Linked DNA regions of Macaca mulatta: all the other regions are linked to region 3. Evidence: chromatin contacts called from public Hi-C data. All regions are on one chromosome and are shown on one strand. Each heading gives the region's core, a stretch centred on a gene start, on an enhancer-like site or on the middle of the called end of the contact. The rest is flanking DNA. Distances are from core to core; before and after follow the strand shown.

What was found. A called contact is a pair of places that touch in the nucleus more often than the background predicts.
Region 1: a contact with region 3 is called in a Hi-C map of liver, with 2.1 times the contacts expected there. The contact joins the promoter of SCYL1 here to the promoter of DPF2 in region 3. A contact is called at or near these places in 2 of 14 Hi-C or Micro-C datasets (fetal cortex germinal zone and liver).
Region 2: a contact with region 3 is called in a Hi-C map of fetal cortex germinal zone, with 2.7 times the contacts expected there. The contact joins the promoter of TM7SF2 here to the promoter of DPF2 in region 3. A contact is called at or near these places in 2 of 14 Hi-C or Micro-C datasets (fetal cortex germinal zone and fetal cortical plate).

Annotation. Positions count from the first base shown.
Region 1 is chr14:8,868,948-8,872,566 of T2T-MMU8v2.0, forward strand. It overlaps SCYL1 (SCY1 like pseudokinase 1), which reads right to left and starts at 1,620. Exons shown (of 18, transcript XR_013403556.1): 1 at 1,439-1,620; 2 at 991-1,131; 3 at 662-784; 4 at 355-581.
Region 2 is chr14:9,266,394-9,270,117 of T2T-MMU8v2.0, forward strand. TM7SF2 (transmembrane 7 superfamily member 2) reads right to left here and starts at 1,498. Exons shown (of 11, transcript XM_015113808.3): 1 at 1,366-1,498; 2 at 971-1,141; 3 at 339-535; 4 at 185-239. The coding sequence starts at 1,435. VPS51 (VPS51 subunit of GARP complex) reads right to left here. Exons shown (of 10, transcript XM_077962308.1): 6 at 3,548-3,724; 7 at 3,121-3,339; 8 at 2,433-2,554; 9 at 2,255-2,342; 10 at 1,328-1,710. The coding sequence ends at 1,450. It overlaps LOC144334123 (a long non-coding RNA gene), which reads left to right and starts at 2,841. Exons shown (of 2, transcript XR_013403575.1): 1 at 2,841-3,724.
Region 3 is chr14:9,063,214-9,066,915 of T2T-MMU8v2.0, forward strand. It overlaps DPF2 (double PHD fingers 2), which reads right to left and starts at 2,241. Exons shown (of 11, transcript XM_077962410.1): 1 at 2,199-2,241. The coding sequence starts at 2,230.

The sequences.
Region 1 (3,619 bases), core at 370-2,869, 190 kb before region 3:
CAGGGCCTGGCAATGTCCCTCAGCTGAGCCATCAGTCCCAAGAGGCAGGTTTCATTAGCCTCACTTAACAGATTAAAAAAACCGAGGCTCAGAAAAGTAGGCACATCTGCCCAGGTCACAGAGCTTTCAAGTTCAGAATCACCCAACCCCGAAGGCTGCATCCATCCTGCCCTACCACCCTGAGGACCCTGGGGGCAGAGGAGTGTCCCTCACTCCTGGGACACTGATTCCCTCCCCAGCCAGGCAGCAGGGAACAGGGAGTACCAACTAGTCTAGAAGTCCTGAGGCTGCAGGGGCCTCCAGGACAGGGCAGCTTGGGGCGCGCTGCCCCTAGTACTCAGAGAGAGTACCCACCACTTCTCTCTGACCACTCTGCCACTGCTGTCAGCCAACTCCGGGGGGTCATACTGCTCAAGCTCGGGGATCCCCTTGCGGGGAGGTCCCCCACCGTTGCCCTGGGCTGAATACATGTAGTCCAGGCCCCCAAGCTTCCACTCGCCAGCTCGGTCCACGAACACGGCGGCCATGCAGACATTGTTGTGGATGAGGCTGCAGTCGTTGACCAGGAAGCTGAGGGCTTTCTGGGGGCAGAAGGAGCCATCACGCCCCAGTACCTGCAACCCCCCATCCCTGCTCTCATCACCACTGCCCCCCACCTCACCACAATCTGGTGTAGCCCCCAGGAGATCTCCAGCTCCTTCAGGCCACCAGCCTCCACTCTCGCCTTGAGGTATATTCCCAACGGAGTCACAGCCTCTGTCACGACGTGGAGACATTTTTCTGTCTGGGGAAGGGGACACAGGGTTATCAAGGGCAGAGAGGCAGAGAGGAAGGAGAGATAAGTGACTTGAAGTGGGGAGAGATGGGGAAGAGGAAACCAAATCTGGGGGTGCTGGGGCACATAGGGTGGAAACAGGGCAGGAAGGGAGACAGGAGTGGGTAACCAGGAGATAGTGAGAGGCAGAGACGGGCAGGCAAGGCAGCGGGTACCTCCAGTCCATCGATGTAAGCCAGGATGTTGGGATGCCGTAGAGTTTTGAGGCGCTTGAAAGCAGCTTTGGCCACCTGGGTCTGCTCTTCCGCGCCAGGCTTCACATCATAGACGAAGATGGACACGGGACAGCCTGTGGCCTGGGGGAGGGCAGCGGGGCCTGAGATGGTCCCAGAGCTGTTGTGTTGCCGGAGACAAGGGCCGGCAGCCCAGGCTGTCCCAGGTCAGCCTTAGGGACACTTCGCCGGGCCCACGTGACCCCGGCCCTGTCCGCCTGTCGGTCCCTCGGTCCCTCCGCCCGCCACGTAGGCACTGCCCGCCCCCTCCCCGGCCCGCTACCCCGAGGCTCCGCCGCCACGTCAGGCCGGGCGCGACGCGGCGGGGCCGGCGGCGCGGACTAGGCAAGGCCCAGGTCGGCCGCGGCCTACGGAGCTCGGTCGCACTCACCTTCTTGCGGCCACGGTGCAGGGCCCAGGGCCCGGGCGGGCCGCCCTCTGGGGGCTCCGGGATGAGCTCGAACGGAAAGTCCCGGACCGGGTCCCGAGCAAAGAACCACATCGTACCCACCGCCGCCGCGGGCTCGGGAGCCTTAGCTCCGGGTCCTCCGGCCGCCCGAGCCGGGGCGGGGCGGAGAGGGGGCGGGGCCTGCGTCGGATGGGGGCGGGGCGCGGGGGCGGGGTGGGGCAGAACCTGAGTTGGGGCGGGAAGGGGCGGGGCCAAGTGAGGAGCGGGAGAGGGGAGGGGACGGGACCTAGGGAAGGGTGGGGAGAGGCCGGGGCTAGTCCGGGGCGGCAGGCGGTACTAAGATCAGTACTCCGCCGCCGGGTAAGTCACTTAGAACCCTCCAAGCCTGTGAACCCTTAGGGGCGGGATAATAGAGCCTGCCTTCTAGCGTATTGTAAGAATGAGAGCTTTAGAAGGGACAGACGGATGGGGAAAACGAGGCAAAAAGGGAGAGAGGTAGGGAGACTGACACGCATGAGAGGGCACAGTGAGGAGTGAGTCAGAGACCCAAAGAGGGAGACTGGCCCCACGCCAGACACTCTCTCCCACCAGCAAGTGGGTGCCTCCAAGCTGCGGGGAGGAGTCGGTACTGATGAAGTGACCAGGAGAGAAGCACGAGGAGACGCCCCAGAGAAAGAGCATGGTGAGAGGCAGAGAGTGAATCCAAGGTTCCAAGGAGGTCCAGAACCCCGGGGCAGGGGCGGTCACCCAGGAAATGGAGGAAGGAGAGACTGAGGAGGGAAGAAGAAGTGACCCCAGGGAAGGAGGGGTGGAGAAGGAGCAGCTTGGCAAGTCCGGAAGAGGTCAAAGGCCTGGGAGGGGCCCCTGCTCTCCAGGGCTCAGCTGTCCGGCTCTCAGGCAAACAGCTTGCATCTCTCAGTGCCTGTGCGGACAGCCATGGAGTGGTGTTAGCTCAATCAGCACATCACACTGGTGGGGATCCAGCCCCTGAGCTGTGTAGGAGGGGCTGGACAGGCGGTGGTTCCTCTGCAGGTAGGGTCTCAGGACCCAGGTGTGGGTGGCAAGCCACCCAGGTGCCGAGGCAAGAGATCGAGGGCGCGAGCTGTTCCGGTATAATAAAATATACAAAATAATAGTTATACTAGATATAGATAATAGATATGATTATATATGAATATCATTAATCATTAGTCTATAGCATTTACTCTAATATTATAATAATCCTTGCTCCACAATCATAACCTAGGAAAAACCAGGCCATACAGAGATAGGAGCTGAGGGGACATAGTGAGAAGTGACCAGAAGACAGGAGTGCGAGCTTTCTGTTATGCCCGGGCAGGGCCACCAGAGGGCTCTTTGGTCTAGTGGTAACGCCAGCGTCTGGCGTTACCAAGTGGACAGCGTTACCAAGTGGGCTGTGGTCTAGTGGTAGCGTCAGTGTCAAGGAAAAGCACCCGTTACTTAGCAGACCGGGAAAGGGAGACTCCCTTTCCCGGGAGGAGTTCAGAAAAGACTCTGCTCCTCCACCTCTTGTGGATAACACCCACAGTTATCCAGAGGCCTAACCATCTCCATGTGATGCTGTGTTTCAGTGGTCACACTCCTAGTCTGCCTTCATGTTCCATCCTGTACACCTGGCTCTGCCTTTTAGATAACAGTAGCAAATTAGTGAAAGGACTAAAAGTCTCTGATACGCAGAAATAACGGCGTAAGCTGTCTCTCTCCTCTCTTTCTCTCTGCCTCAGCTGCCAAACAGGGAAGGGCCCGCTCTCCAGTAGACATGTGACTCATGTGACCTTACCTATCATTGAGATGGCTCTCACTCCTTACCCTGCCCTTTGTCTTGTATCCAATAAATATCAGCGCAGCCAGGCATTCGGGGCCACTACTGGTCTCCACGTCTTGGTGGTAGTGGTTGCCCAGGCCCAGCTGTCTTTTCTTTTATCTCTTTGTCTTGTGTCTTTATTTCTACAATCTCTCATCTCTGCACACGGGGAGAAAATCCCACCGAACCTGTGGGGCTGGACCCTACACCCAGGCTTGGGGACAGTCCCTCAACCACATCCTATGGAGCACTGGTGAGATTCTGGGACCGGTTATGAAAAGTCTGGTTGGGATGCCTTTGGGAGATAACTCAAGGGCAGTGATGCCACAGAGATGGTG
Region 2 (3,724 bases), core at 248-2,747, 200 kb after region 3:
GTAAATGGGGTAAGGGTGTGGGGACGAGGGGCTTAGGGCGAGCCCCCGGCGTCTGTCCTAGGGCTCGCAAAGAGGCATACAAAGGAGCCTGGGGTGGGGGCCAATCTCCGTGGACCTCCCCGCTAGGGCTGGAGCTCCACCCCCGGCCGCTTAACTCCAGCGCGAGGGCCCGTCCCCCAGGCACCGTTAATCGGATAGCGCAGGCGACTCTTGTCCTTCAATTCCTGCCCCTCAGCCACCTGCGGGTCCAAGGGGGCTCTGATAAGGCCCGGGGCGTCCTCTCCCTCGCCGAGCCCCTCCGACTCCCTCCCCCGAGCGTGCGCGAGCGGCGCCCGCACCTTGCGCGCCGGCAGTAGGTAGAGCGCCGCCTGCAGGCCGAGCCAGGCGAGCCACAGCAGCAGCGCCCGTGGGCTCCACAGCGCCTCCAGCCCAGGCAGGGACGCGGGTGGACCCAGCAGGCGCGCGGGGCCCGAACGGGCCGCCAGGAGCAGGTGGAACATGGTGGCGGGCAGCAGCAGCAGCAGAGCCGCGGCGCCTGCGGGATGGGCCATCACATCGGGCGTCCGCCCCCAGCGCCCCAGCTCCCGCCCCGTCCCCCACGGGCGCTCTGACGTCTCTGCGGGACCCTTTCGGCATTCCCAGAGTGTGCCTCTGCACCCCTCCTCAGCCCTCAGGCACCCCGCTGCCTCCCAGTTCCCTTCCCAGGCGTCCATCTTGGTCCCCCGCTCCCCCCTCGAAGACCCTCCTCCTGCTCCCAGTCGACACCATAAATCCCCGTTCTGCAGCCCCCAGAACTGACCCCTGCTCAGCTCTCCCTCTCCAGACACCTTCGCTGCAAACCCCCGGGTCCCTCTGCCTCGGACACCCGCAAAACCTTCCATCCTCAGATCCTGTCTCCGCTCTTAGTTCACCCCCTCCAGCTCTCCTTCGCTCAGCCTTTGCCCCAGGTCCCTTCTCGCTGCCCCATTACCCAGGGGCCCTCCGAATTCCAGCGGGGCCCGGGGGCCCTCAGGAGGGGCCATGGTCTCCGCTCCGCCGGAGAGAGGGCGCTCACAATAGTCGGTCAAGGAAACACAGTCCGCCCCATTTCCCAGGAGATGGACTTGTCCGCGCGGAGGATCCGGCCCCGCGGCGCCTGCACCTGCCTGGACACCGAGTGCAGACAAGGACCGCTCTTGTCCCAGGGTTTTTAAATGGACCCGCCCCCTGCCCATCCTGGGCCCAGCACACCAGCCAATCGGCACTCAGGGGCGGACCCGACGCGGGCGCCTCAGAAGCCTCAGCTTCAAAACCCCGCCCTCGGAAAGGCCCGCCCAGCAAGCGAGAGGAGGAGGCCACATATGTTTATTAGGTAGGTCCTGACACCTGCCTGCGGGGACCACCGGGTGGAGACCAGAGCCTGGGTGCCATGGGGCGCCGGGACAGGCCTGTGCATGGCAGCGGCTGCGCCTAGCCGCGCTCGCAGATGACCTCGACCACACTGGGCTCCATGGGCACAGGGTCTGGGCAGCGCAGGGCAGCCGAGGCCACCACTTCGTCTAGCAGCAAGTGCACCAGTTCTTCGTCGGCCACAAAACGCCACAGGTACAGCTGCAGAAAGTGGCAGTCCACTTGCACCTGCTGCAGCCCGAAGCGCCCAAAGGTGCGCAGCCGCACACACTCCAGCAGCGTCTTCAGGCTGATCTTGATGATGCCAGTCAGCACCGACACCTGCAGACAGGTACACAGGGATGCAGCTTGGGGACAGCAGGTGTTGGGGGGGTCACCCAAGTTCCAAGCAGGGGCCAGGGAGACATACGATGGAAGTAGCTGGGATGAGGCAGAAAGTCTCCAGGGCCAGATAAGAGCGGAGGGATACAATATTAGCGCCGTCATCTGGAGGGCAGGGGACAGGTAGGGCCCAGCAATCAGAGGCATCCCTGAGCTTGGGGTGAGGTGGGGCAGGAACCATGGGTGAACAGAAAACCCTGGGAAGGCCCCAAGACTACTGTGGGGATAAGGACAAGGGCAGAGTCATCCCAGGTCAGCACCCAGAGACTCAGGCTGGGCACACACGAAGGTTGGGACAATGGCTGTGGGATTTGGGGGCAGGGCACTCTGTACTACCTAAGAACAGCCCTAGAGACAGAGACTGGAGGGTCAGGGTCACCCCCAGTTGGTCACAGAGTCCTGGAGCTCCTTGGGCAGGTGTGGGGCTGCTCCAGCCAACCCTCCCCGGGCTCCCTGGAAGTCTGAGTCACGCTGGAAGTCGGACCTTGTTGAACTCCACAGGGCTGAACACATCAATACGTTCAGAGAATAGCTTCTGGATATTGCTCAAGAGGTTGGTGTCCATCGGGGCACTGGATTGGGGGAGACAAGGAATCAGAGCCCGCTCTGCACCTTCGCCCTCTTTTGTCCCTTTCCCCTGGGGCTCCCCTGGCCAGCCAGACCTGGGGGTATAGCTGGGGGCGTAGCGGCCCTGCTGCCGAGAGCTGCTGTACACGGAGAAGGTCCTCTTGCTGGAGTCGCTGCTCTGGGCCTTGCGAACACCCTCTTCGTACAGAAGCCCCACCTGGTGGTAAAAAGGGGTACTGCAAGGAGGCCAGAGCCAGGGGAAACCGCCCATCGGTGCTGAGGATGCCCTAAGTCAGCTACTCAAGCATTACAAGAATAACAGGGTAGTCACCACCAGGCCTGCTATTTAGTAGGTACGTGGTCGCTATTTATAGAACCAGTGGAGTGGGGCAAAGGCAGGACACAAGAGTTGGTCTGAGGTCTAATCTTCAGCCTCAGCATGGGCACCAGCACCAACCCTGCCCTGACTTCCTGGGTAACCCTGAGCCTCTGCTTCTCCACAGGTAAAATAGGGGCGAAGATGTCATAATCCTGGGCTGAGGAGGAACAAGACCGTGGACATAGGCACTGCCCAGCCCCTTTCGTCTTCATCCTTGGAGACTTGTTCCCCTGGGGTTCCCTCACGGACGCCCTGGCTACAGAACTGGCCCCTTAAGAAGCCCAGATACACATGTCCCCTCCTCCAGGCAGAGACTGCTAGTGATCCTCTGCTTCCCCAGCCCCTCTTGAAGGGACAGCACCCCCAGCCTGCGTCAGGGCTCCGCCAGCCAGCCTGGGCAGCACCTGCACGTCGATGGCGGTGGTATCCTCCACCACCCGCTTCATGACGGCCCGCACATTACGCGGCTCCAGAGTGCTGAGCCAGTCCCGAGTCTCCACGCTCTTGCGCAGCATCTGTGATATGACCAGGCCCTGCACCTTCACGTAGTGGGTCAGCAGCCGCCGTGCAGTTTCCCTGGCCTCTGCACACAGTGTGCTCACGGGCGTCACTGGGAACTGATCCTGAGCCAAAGAGGCAGAGGACAGAGGGAGTGGGTATGGGGGTGCAGCTCAGGGGCCACTGCCAACCAGGAGCTGGGCACAGATTGGGCAAGGTGGAGGCTGGGGTACACACAGGCAGCTGGTCCGGGGTCTGGCCATGAGGGCACTGTCCAGCCACCTGCATTCCCCGAACCACCATTCCCTGCCCGACTAGGAGCTAGTGCTTCACCTGCACCAGAAACTGTTCATCAGTGAGAGTGAGGATGTAGGAGATGGTAGCCGTCTCGTAGTCCAGGCAGAGGCGGGAGAGCAGCAGGAGCAGGGCAGGTGGTGTGGCACCCCCTTTCTCCCCAGGGCTGTCGCAGAAACTCTGAGCCGTCTGGCACATAGAGCGGATGAAGCCCAC
Region 3 (3,702 bases), core at 991-3,490:
TTACAAATAAGAAAATTCTTAAGGCCAGGCGCGGTGGCTCACGCCTGTAATCCCAGCACTTTGGGAGGCCGAGGCAGGTGGATGACCTGAGGTCCGGAGTTCAAGACCAGCCTGGCCAACGTGATGAAACTCCATCTCTACTAAAAATACAAAAATTAGCCAGGTGTGGTGGTGGGCACCTGTAATCTCAGCTACCCGGGAGGCTGAGGCAGGAGAACTGCTGGAACCCAGGAAGCGGAGGTTGCAGTGAGCCAAGATCGTGCCACTGCATTCAAGCCCGGGCCAACAACAGCGAAACTCTGTCTAAAAAAATTAAAAAAAAGAAAAGATGAGCCAGTGGTCCGACCTCAACATACTCAATGTATAACATCAGCTGTCAGAAGACTACGTACACTATAATCAAGAGAAGTGCCAGAAAATTATCTCCAAATTAACTGGAAGAATGGAAGCCCCTTCTTAAAGGGATAATTCTGCGGGAGTACGTATTAATTGTGATCTGAGGCCCTGTGCAGCTAGAAATGAGGAGGAGAGAGTTGGTTTCTCATTACTGGCATTCAGGAATTAGTGGCTGGTGATGCTCACAACCTCTACAGTTTTTCAAAGAGAAACAAGATGTCATGCTCTGTTTAAATGGGCAACCCCTCACTTATGACACAACTTGAAAGCACTGGCAACCCTATTTCCCCGAGGAAAACCTTCCAACACAAAGAGCCTCACTACGTTTAACTCTCAAAACCTAGGCAAGTCTGATACTCCTCCAGTACAATGAGAATCTTTCTTTTTATTTTTGGAGAAACTTGTGTAAAACATCCCCTTACAATGGGATGAAGGAAGTCAACAAAGACACAGGGAAACAAAGAAAGAACATCTGAGTCAGAAAGGATAACTGGATAAATGGTAGATCAACAGTGTCATTTCTAAATTGAGAAAAATGTCAGCCTGAAGAGAGAGCTGGGGAAACTGGAGTGGGCAGATCAGAAAGACAATAGTGTTGGGAGGAGGGGTGGCTGAAAGAGACAGCAGGATAGAGCAGAAAGCAACTTAAAAAAAAAACCACAAGAGGAGGAAAGGCACTTAGCTTAATGGAAGTGGGAAAGCATTCTCAAAGAAAAGGCTTCAGGCAGGAGGGAGAAGCAACTTACTCTTTAAAAAGGCCCCTAGGAAGAGAGGGGCTCAGGCCACGACAAAGACAGATGAGAAGCTGTGAGTCCCTTAGAATACTTACCGAACCTTTACCTCATCACCCAGCCAAAATCCAAAAACCCTGACTGGACAGTTAGACACCACTCAATTTTCCCACCCTTGCACCAAGCCCAATATACCCATTAAAAGAAGCTCTATTCGCCCACCGGGCATTAACCCAATCTAAAACTCATTCTGATTCTCCTGTAGGAATAAATCAAGTCAGTCCCAAAGTATCTTTAACTCACAGGAAGCAGTTCATAGGTCAGTGTCCATGGCCCCAACAGCTATTAACTTTAACTTTGCTTGAAATCTGACCAGCACAACGGTATCGCATCATAGGAAGAATGCCCACTTAGATGCCCCTTTAGGCTACTAAGCTGTCCTGAACGGCTTTGGTTCAGTTGCAGGTTTTTGATGGTTGCCACTGGAAGGCGCCAAGGCCCACTCCCCTTTTGGATCCGCTCCTCGACAAATGCTTCCCAAGAATATTTGTAGTCTTAGGTACCTGCCACCCAAGATCCTCCCAAACATCACGGGGCTGCTTGGAACTGAAACAGCCAGCCCCGCAGTGCACCCCACAGGGGCCACCGAGCCTGTTGCTGCAGCGGACGGGACGGGGCGGGATGGGCGGCGGGTTAGCCGTGGGGCCGCCCGGGCCTCGGCCCCGCTCCTCCGGACTGAGGCGTCTCGGGAGAGGACCGGGACGGTGAGTCTCGCGTGCAGGCAGGGCGCCATGCTCTGGAAACCGTCAGCCCCGAGGAACGCTGAGGCCACACAGCCCAGCAGAGAGGCTGCCCGTCGGGGCTCCAGTGTGCCCCCATCAGGGCCTCCACAAGTTTCCAAAGAAGCGCAACGTCTTCTCCGGAGTCTCCTATTGCCCTCCCCACCAGGAGTCGCAACATGGCCTTCCCGGGGATGTCCCTCTCTCCGCCTAGTCCCTTTCCCCACAGCCCCCTACTCCCAGGCCCTTTACAAAACCTGCCGCCCTAGGAGAGAAAGAAACCACCACTCACAGCTTCACTACATTCTCCACCACAGCCGCCATCTTCCCTGCTCCTCTCCCTCGGGCCGGGAGGCCCCAAAGTCCGCAGCGCGCAGGCGCCGGGACCGCACCGGGGTACCAGGTTCCTCGCCCTCTGCGCAGGCGCCGTCCGGGCGCGCGCACGAGAGCGAGCACCGAAGAAAGAACTTTAGGCCTGTTCCCGGGGGCCGGGTAGGACCCCACGGGAGCCCGACGCGCAGGCGCAACCGGAGACTGGCGTGCGTCCCGGAGCTTCGGTTCGAGGGCCGCCTCTTCTATTTAGAGCAGCAGGAGGCGGTGCCGGGGGCGGTGGCTCACGCCTGTAATCCCAGCACTTCGGGAGGCCGAGGCGGGCGGATCACGAGATCAGAAGATCGAGACCATCCTGGCTAACAGGGTGAAACCCCATCGCTACTAAAAATACAAAAAATTATCCGGGCGTGGTGGCGGGCGCCTGTAGTCCCAGCTACTCGGGAGGCTGAGGCAGGAGAATGGCGTGAACCCGGGAGGCGGAGCTTGCAGTGAGCCGATATTGCGCCATTGCACTCCAGCCTGGGCGACAGAGCCAGACTCGGTCTCAAAAAAATAAATAAATAAAATAAAAAAATAAGAGCAGGAGCCGGGCGCGGTGGGTCAGGCCTGTAATCCCAGCACTTTGGGAGGCCGAGGCGGGTGGATCACCTGAGGTCAGGAGTTCGAGACCAGCCTGGCCAACGTGGTGAAACCCCCATCTCTACTAAAAATACAAAAATTGGCCCGGCATGATGGCAGGTACCTATAATCCCAGCTACTCGGGAGGCTGAAGGGGGAGAATCGCTTGAACCTGGGAGGTGGAGGTTGCAGTGAGCTGAGATCATGCCATTGCACTCCAGCCTGGAAGACAGAGCGAGACTCTGTCTCAAAAAAAAAAAAAAAAAAAAAAAAAAAAAGAGCAGGAGGAGGGCAGTCACAGTGGCTCCCAGCACCGTGGGAGGCAGAGGCAGGAGGATTGCTTTGAGCTCAAGAGTTCGAGACCAGCCTGGGCAACATATCGAGGCCTCTTCGCTACTAAAAATTTAAAAATTACCCGGATGTGGTGGCGTGCACCTGTGTTCCCAGCTACTCTAGAGGCTGAAGTGACAGGATTGCTTGAGCACAGGAGGGTCGAAGGTGAGTGAGCCATGATTGTGCCACTGCACTCCAGCCTGGGCAACAAAGCCAACTCTGTCTCAAAAAAACCAAAAACCAAAAACCAAAAAACAGCCCAAGTCAATCTTCAACTATCACCTCTTTTCACCCTTTAAAAGCAAATAGTACTCCCTATCTCTGTTACCTTGTTTCTAGGTCCCGCTTCCATCCAGTTTAATGGGAACTTTGTTCCCACCTGTTCACTTGAAACAGCTCCTGTCACCACGACCTCCCTTTCAGCAGATTTAGAGATCTATTTTCTGTCCTCATGGGCCTGTCGACCCCCATTACACCGTTGGCCACTCTCTGCTTTTCAAACTCTTCTCCAG